Regions from separate parts of the Mustela erminea genome. Here region 1 is linked to region 2. The links are chromatin contacts, called in public Hi-C maps. All regions are on one chromosome and are shown on one strand. Each heading gives the region's core, a stretch centred on a gene start, on an enhancer-like site or on the middle of the called end of the contact. The rest is flanking DNA. Distances are from core to core; before and after follow the strand shown. Region 1 holds the start of ARID1B (AT-rich interactive domain-containing protein 1B). Region 2 overlaps ARID1B (AT-rich interactive domain-containing protein 1B).

Region 1 (4,258 bases), core at 1,390-3,889, 180 kb after region 2:
TACGAAGCATTCCAACCCAAAGCTCGCATCGACTATGTCTGAATAGCCGGGGAAGAACTACGAAAAACACACTCGGTTGCCACAAAGCTAACCTATTTTTCCTGCCTTCACCTTGCAGGCTAAGAGGGAACGCGGTGTGGTAGGAGGTAGGACAAAGTTCCTCATTCTTTTCCCAGTTAAGGCTTATTGTTGGCGCTAACCGAGAAGACCGGGTCAATATCCCTCCCCAGACCGCACCGGCCGGGAGCGCCGATTCGGTTACAAAAGCCGCCCGAGCCGTCCCCGGCGCCCACACCGCTCGCCCGAGGCGCAGTCCCCGGCTCCGGACGCGCGGCTCCGAGCCCGGGGTGGGGTGGCGAGGCGGGGGTGTTCGGCGGCCGGCCATCCCAGCGCGCGTCCCGGCCCTCGGCGCGACCCTCTTCCCCAGGCCCCCGGGCCGCGCAGTCGGACGCCCCCCGCTCCCCAGCCTCCGAGGGAGGCAGCCGCGAGTTAAAATGGCTTTGGGCGCCTCGCCCCCGCCTCCCCCCCAGCACAAGACGCAGAAAAAGTACGCGGAAAGAAAGAAACTAGGGCTCGAGGCGCGCGGCGAGGCCGCCGCGGCGGAAGCAGGCCCGGCCGGCGCGGGGGTTACCTGGGATCTGCCCATGGTCGGGCCGGGGGTGCCGGGGCTCATCGCCGGGTGGCTCCTTTGTTGCGCGGCCGCCCAGGCCGGGCTGGCAGCGGCGTACTGGGCGCCCATGTCCTTGCCCAAGCCCATGCCCGCGGCCGCCTGCTGGCCGCCCGCCGCCGCCCCCGCCGCCGCCGCCTGGGACTGGGGCTGCGACGGCGGCGGCGGCGGTGGCGCGCTGGGGCTGCTGTAGTCGGGGTAGCTGCCGCCGTAGCTCCTCATCATGGGGCTGGGCGAGGTGAGCAGCTGGTTGAGGGTCGGAGTGGCCCCCGACGGGTGCTGGTTCTGCCCGGCGAAGCGCTGGAAGCCCCCAGCCGCTGCGCCGGCGGCCGCCTTGCTGAGGCTCGCGGCCCCGCCGCCCCCGGGGCCCATCATCATGCCGCCGCCCTGCTGCCGGGGGGAGCTCAGCACCCCGTACCCCGAGGACGAGCCCCCATAGCCGCCGCCGCCGCCGCCGCCTCCTGCTGCTGCTGCCGCCGCCGCCGCGGCCGCCGCCGCCACAGCTCCCGCTCCTGCTCCTCCTCCTCCTCCTCCTCCTCCTCCGCTGCCTCCTCCTCCTCCTCCTCCTCCTCCGCCGCCGCCGCCGCCGCCGCCGCCGCCGCCCGCGCTGGGCCTGCTGTAGCCCGGATAATGGTTGTACTGGCTGTTGGGGTACCCTTCGTGGGAGTTCTGCAGGGGGTCCATGCTGTTGGGGGCTCCGGCGGCGGCTGAGGCGGAGTGCATCATCCCCATCCCGGGGCTTTGTTGTCCGCCATGTTGATCAAAGCAAGGCCCAGTGCGGCCGCCGGGGCCGCCGCTAGCAGGGGCAGCGCTGCCATAGTAATTATTAAACTCCGAGACGGCTGCCGGGCCGCTGCCGCCGCCGCCACCGCCGCCGCCGCCCCCGGGCACGGCGACCGGCGGCTGCTGCGCGCCCAGGGCGCCCAGGCCCGGGTGCTCGAACCGGCCGCCCGCCGGCTCCCCCATCTTGGGCGGCGCGTCGTCCTCGTCGCCCGGCTTGCTCAGCAGAGGCTGGCCCGGGGGGTCGGCCTGGCTGCCCGCGGCACTGTCCTTGGCGCCTCCATGTTGCGGCTGCTCCATGTCGGGACCCGGCTGAGCCGCGCCGCCGCCCGCGCCGCCGAGGCTGTTGTTGTTGGAAATGGGATGTTGCTGCTGCTGCTGTTGCTGCTGCTGCTGCTGCTGCTGCTGTTGCTGCTGCTGCTGCTGCTGCTGCTGCTGCTGCTGCTGCTGCTGCTGCTGCTGGAACTGGTTTAGCTGCTGCTGTAGTGCGTGGTGGTGGTGGTGGAGGTGGTGGGCATGGTGGTGGTGGTGGTGGGCATGGTGGTGGTGGTGGTGCTGCTGGTGGGGCGGTGCGGCGGGGGCTTCGCCAACGGTTTTCAGTTTGTGGTTGGGGAGCAGCCCCGTCTCCATAACCGAGCCCGGGCCCGACGAGGAGGAAGAGGAGGACGCCGCCGCCGCCGCGGAGGAGGAGGAGGACAGCGCGGCGGCGCTTCCACCCTCCTTGAGAGCCGCCTCGGAGCCGCCGCTCTTGGCGCTGTTCGTGCTGGCGGCGGCGGCCGCCGTGCTCGCGTTATGGGCCATGTTCAGTTCGTGACGGGGGTGCAGGGGGTGGTGGTGCACATTATTCAGGCCGCCGCCGTCGCCGCCGCCCCCCAGCATGGGTCCCGGTGCCGCCGCCGCCGCGCCGCGCGCCCCCGCCTCCAGGTCCCGGGCCCCGGGCGCCGGCCGCGGCCCGGGAGGCGCCCGCCGCTCGCCGCTGCCCGCCCGCGCCCGCGCCGCCGCCGCCGCCGCCGCTGCTGCCCGCGCGGCCATGATCGCCGCGGCGTGGCCAGGCCGGGCGGGGGGCGGGGGGAGACAATAAAACCCACTTTTTAGTCAGCGGCCCCTCCTGTGCGCATCCACACGCCCCGACGGGAATCGAGCGAGCCCCCTCCCCCTCCGCAGGCCCCGCCGGAGCCGAACCGGGAGGCACGCCTTACGGTCTGGGCCTGTTCCCGCTGTGTGATTTCATGGTGAAAGTTTTTAGTTCAGGTTTAAATGAAACTTTTCTCTTTTCCTCTCTACCCCGGATATGGGTAAATACACGACTGACTGAGCCTATCGGGCCCAGCATGGCATGAGAGGGAGCCGAGCGAGCCCGAGCAACTATTATCCACTTCTCTCTGATTACTCGCGTGCACTCGCAAAACGCGGACTGGACTCGGCGCGGGCCGCCGCCGCCGCCGCCGCCGCCGCCCGCCGGGCCCTGCGCCCGCCGCCCGCCCGCCGCCGGGGCGCAGCCTCGCGGGCACCCGGCGGCCCCGGGCCCGGGGCTTGGGCCGGCTCCGCAGGCGCCCGGAGCGCGGCGGCGTGGGGCGGCGGGAGGCTGCACTTTCCCCTCGTGCCCCGTCTCCTTGCCAACCGGCCGTTCGCGTGTTTGTTTTCACGTCTAAAAGGAGCGATACAAAGGTGGAAAACGAGTCTGACGAGCAGACAAAAGAGGGAGAAGGGCCGGGGAGCAAAGTTATCTGTTGGCCTCCGAGGTGTGGGGGAGCCGACGGAGAAAGAAAATATTTGGGCAATCTGTGCAAAAGCACTGCCTGTCCCAGGAGTTATGTAATTTTTCAGACTGTTGGCCTCTCTGCCTTGATTCGGGCCATCGGCGTGATTGCCACAACTTCTTCAAACTGCGAAATGTGAAAGCCTTTAAGGGAAGGTTAGCCGCCTTCAGGGAGTGCTGTGCCCTGTACACAGCAAGTGCTCAGTAAGTGCTGAGGCTGGCGGCACCTGCCCCAGAGATGATGTTTATATAACGATTTTTTAAGGCACCTCATATATGCGTGTAGGCTTATCAGTGAAAACGCAAAAGCATTCCCAAAGGAGCATTTTTCTTAAAATGCCCGTGTCTGTCCTCTCAGTAAAGGGAAGGTCTTCAAATAAGTAGACTGGTGTGTTATGCTCGCACTTGCACGTGGAAATTTCACTACAGGTGCCATAATAGTGACAGCTGAAGTTTATCTCATGTCTTCATAAATCTATATGACGCCTTTCATCATATTTCAGAGGTTAATGTGCACAATTAACCCTCTTGATATGGGTTCGTTTCTAAGCAGTGTGAAACAAAACTAAAAAGAAATATGTATTATATTTAATAAACATAAGATCAATAGTAATGTAAACTGGTCGAATCTAATCTTAAGGAGAAATGTTTCAGACTCTGTTCTTTTAAAAATACTCTATTTTGTCACTTGATGATGTTTTAAATGTTTTTATTATTGTTAATTTATCACCTAGTAACCTTCTGGGTATCTTCAAGCAGGCCTTCTTAACCTAAGCAATGACTCACTTGCACTAGTGTGGAAACCAGAACTTCCAAGGGGTCACACTAGCTGAAATAATATATATGATTTTAGTAGAACATAGTTTTCTAAAATCATCTCACTCTTCAGCTTCTTATAAAGATTAGTTTATTTTAACTGCAATGGTTATTTTTACTCGCTTGAGCAAGTGCAAATATGTTAATGACTAAACAGAAAAGGATAGGTGGAAAAAAGTGGTGACTAATTGGTGGGGGAGGGGAATCAGGTGCACACCCAAGGGTCATTACAGAGT
Region 2 (4,226 bases), core at 1,638-4,137:
TATCCAGTGCCCCCTCAGACGGGACAATCTGTAATGGACAGGAAAGCATGCAACATCCGTCAGACACACAGCTGAATACAGAGGGAGAAAAGGAAGATGTAGAGGAGGAACCCTCTCCCCCGACACAAACACACACTCTACCTGCTCTCTCCACTAACCATCCTCACCGGACAGGTAGGCCATGGGCTTCTGTGACCGACAGTCTTGTTCACTGACATTTTAGGTCCCAGACACAGGACCACTTCATTTCAAAGATCCCAAGACCAGGGGGACTACCATCTGCCTTGGCCCATGACATTCAGGCTCCGTTTCTAGGGCCCCCAGGGGACAGGCACAGGCTCTTCTACCTTCTCTTGATGTTTATTTTGGCCATTCCTCCTGGTTACAGGGAAGAAGCCAGTGTGTATCCCTTCATGCTGCAACAAGAACTGGCTTATGAAGTCAATTTCCATCTCCCATGCAGAAAACTTAGGTTTGATGAATACAAGATTACATCAGGAACAAATCATATGTAACTTTCAATATCACAGAGCCTTTATGTATAACAGAACCATAATCCCAACTGTTCTGGATTCCCACTCAGTTTCTAGCCTAAGTCTCTTAGGGTGGCATTGTAGTTAACATGTAACGCATGGTCCAGAGCACACAGAAGCTCTAGATTTATTATACCAGGATGAATGGCAACAACCAAAACGTCAAAGAGTTCTACATTCAGCCTATTTAATTTGTTTACGTTAAGAGTTATAATGAGATATGAATTTATAGATAACACAAAGGTAGAAATTCTATTAAATACAACAGATGCTAGATTTGGAATCCAAAAACACGTTAGCAGGCTTGAACAATGACCCAAATGACTCAGTGAGGGTAAAGGCGAAAGCTGTTCTTAGGTTCAAGTACAGGAGAGATGAGAGACGAGCCTTAAAAGGACCTCCCATCACAGGGCCAGCCAGAGTGGGATTCAGCTCTGACGCCAAGCGCCTACCACCGCGACGGTCTAGAACAAAGGCGGTGACTGACCGGCTCTATACCAGCCACACTTCTGTTGGAGTATTTAGTCTGGCTGTGGATTCCTATGTGGAGGCACTTACACAAAATGAACTTTACCAAAGAATTAAGAGCAGGGTGGGGACAGAATGGAAACTACATAATGGGGAAAATAAAGGAACTAATCAGGCAAGTGAAAAAACACGTAAAATGAAAACCGCCTTCAAATATCTTAACAGCCATGATAGAGACAAGGGATTTAGGTTTATCTCATGTGGTTTAAGAAGGCAGAAGTAGAATCCAAATCCAAGAAAGCATTTCAAGTTAACCCAAGGAAGAATTTCCTAAGAAATACTTTATGAAGGCATAAGGTCCATATCATGAGGCTTTCAAAATGATATTCCAGAAGCAGTTCATAAATGAGGTAGGGAGGCATACATATAAACTGTGTGAACTTTTAAGAGTCACTATTATTCTAATGACAAAACAATCAAGAATCAACAAATCGTAAGTAATATAAGTTAATGGTCTCAGACCAAACAGATTAAATTGAGAGACTATCACTTCGAAAGTTACATTAACTGGGGCACCTGGGTAGCTCAGTCAGTTAAGCATCCAAACCCTGGTTTCAGCTCAGGTCATGACCTCAGGGTCCTGGGATCTAGCCCGATGGTGAGCGCCGTGCTCAGTGGGGGGCCGGCTTGTCCCTCTCCCTCTGCTCCTCTCTACGCCCCCCCAACTCTCTCTCTCTTAAATAAATACAATCATTTTTAAAAAGTTACATTAACTAAAACATTTTCAAAATGTCCCACAGTTCCCCACAACTGTAAATAATCTTTCCTTTAACCTCCTATGTGAAGGAATAGTACAGGAGAGGGGCTAAAAAGAAACTTGAAACAAAAGAAACACTTAAAAAGAAAGTTATTGCTGCAGTTCATGGGGTAAGACCGGCCAGTCAACATCATCTCTCTCTCTCTCTCTCTCACACTCAGACACACATACACACACACACACACACACACACCTCTCACCCTCCCTCCTCCTCTTCATTTTTAATATTTTAAAGCTTAGTTCCTTAAGAACTTTGTCTTCTCTGAAATCATGGAAGATGGAGCAGATAATGGGTTAAGACCAAAAAATAAAGGAGCAACAGAGCAAATCTGACTGCATGTTTGAAAAAGCCTATAAAATGTTACAAGCAAAACAGGAAAGCCTGTGTTAATAATGCATAAACCAAGAGAGAAAAAAAGCTACCCATTTAATGGAATAATGCCTTTATCCTTGCAGTTAAAATGAAATAAACCATGACTATTAATCTAGTAAGACCATGTAAAAATGTGATTTTTAAACATTTACTAAAAGGGAATAGTTCAGTAACCACTCTAAAAATCAAGGCCTTGTGTACAGCAGCGTTTAGACGCTAAATACCGATCTCCTGTCTGTGGACGCCATTACCCACCCTGTCACCATAGCAACGCTAACAGTATGCCTGACTTCAAAGACAAAGATGTAATTTCAGACTTCCAGCAGCCAGAGGGAGTGGTAAGAATATTCTACCCAGGCGGTGTCAGCTGATGATAAATTATAAAAATATCCAGGAAGGTTATGAGGCGGACCGTACCACATATTCTCATATTCCTGGGGGAAGACTTATATTAGGCAAACACACTGGGAGACGGCAAGAGTAAAATAAAAAGTAAACAAGAAAGAATCTCAATGGAATCTGATTTTTTTTTTTCTTTTTTAAAATTACATGGTACAGAGTTCCGCCTCCTTTTCTCTTGCTCCCAGGGGAAAATAAAAATAGCTTCTACCATCCCCTTTCTCATTCAAATGAAGAGTGACTGAAGACGGGCATGGCTGTTCCAAGGGACTTGCAAAACCACCTCGAGAACTGCTACTCCTACATTTGTGAAACTCCGGCATTTGTCAAAAATTGTTTTAAGCACACGCAGGCAGGCAGCTAAGGGAGCAAAATCGATTTGTGTACTGCAGCTCCGGAAGGGCAGCTACCCTGCCTGCCACCCATTCTAATCCAACAAACTCAAGGTATTTTTTAAGCCCTCGAAGGGAAACAATTTTGCAATTTACAGGGGTTTTTTGTGTCTTAACACACACACACACACAAAGCTGACACAGACACTGCTCTTTCATGATTTTCTAACTGTATGATTTTTAAAAGCACAGGCTTTAGAGTTGAGAGAGCCACAAAATCTTGAGCAAGTCGTTTTCCTGGAGGTAATGAAATACAAAAGAATGAACACTGGAGTTCAAGTCCTCTTAAAGAGTATCTACAAAGAGGAATTTATCCTACTAGGCCTTTTTTACTTAGAGCAAGTTATAAATGACAAGAATGGCCAACAAATGAACAGAGGTAGTTTCCTACAACGTTTTGTTCTGGAAGAGTAAATGTATGTTAAATTGTCTTTTTGTTGAATTCCGTTACACGGTTTGGGCTCAAAAAAGTCCAACTCCCTCAAAATAACAGGAACATGATTCAGCTGCCCCAATAGACCCCGCTCCCCTTCCCCTTAAAGGCTGATAAATGGCCAAGAGCCAGTGACAGTTGTGGGTTCAAATCAAGCCAGCTGTCAAGATCTTCACGCCTCCTGGCTGGGCCACAGGCTGCTCACCACACCCATTCCTTTTTACAACATGAGGCGCAGCAACCGACACAGAGCACAAGACTCTTCCAGGGTCAGTCCTGGGGGCAGAAGCGGAGGAATCACACCAGCTTTAGAATTCTTCCCACTAGAACTCTGGAGCTAGACAGATTATGGGTTTATCCTGTTTGTCCTGAAGAACGTATCTCCAATTTTATAATGTACCCAAGTCAACAGATACCCTCCTCCCCTCAAACAACCAAAAGAAAACCAAAACTAAAAAAACACTACTAACTTTTGCCACAAGATGCAAACTGTCATGGTACTAAGTCATTAGCAGAATGTTTGCATTGTAAAATTGAGACCATCACTAGACTAACCAATTAATATCTTGAGTCCAAATCTTTTAACTCAAAGATTAGCAATCTTCTCCCATAAAAGCGGACAACAGAAAAATGCCGAGTTACAAAACAAAATGTCACCTATCCCTTAGAACAGAGAAAAGTTTATGAAAAATACTCTCTTCTCAATTGAACTATTTCTTTATTAAATGACTTTTCATTCTGCTACACGTTTTACCCTTACAAAATTACTATTTTCAAGAATTACACTCTGAAATGAAAATAGGCTCAATAA

The links. Hi-C and Micro-C count contacts between places; a contact is called where the count stands out from the background.
Region 1: a contact with region 2 is called in a Hi-C map of fibroblasts, with 3 times the contacts expected there. The contact joins the promoter of ARID1B here to the enhancer-like site in region 2. A contact is called at or near these places in 2 of 3 Hi-C or Micro-C datasets (fibroblasts and spleen).

The regions. Positions count from the first base shown.
Region 1 is chr4:10,559,440-10,563,697 of mMusErm1.Pri, forward strand. ARID1B (AT-rich interactive domain-containing protein 1B) reads right to left here and starts at 2,640. Exons shown (of 20, transcript XM_032338637.1): 1 at 632-2,640. The coding sequence starts at 2,479.
Region 2 is chr4:10,384,059-10,388,284 of mMusErm1.Pri, forward strand. All of the region lies in intron 4 of ARID1B (AT-rich interactive domain-containing protein 1B), which reads right to left. Among named protein-coding and RNA genes, the nearest start is that of ARID1B, 180 kb to the right of the region's middle. Within about 2 kb of position 2,888, the one cell type or tissue checked has open chromatin away from gene starts, as enhancers often do. A contact at or near this core is called in fibroblasts, where this site is marked.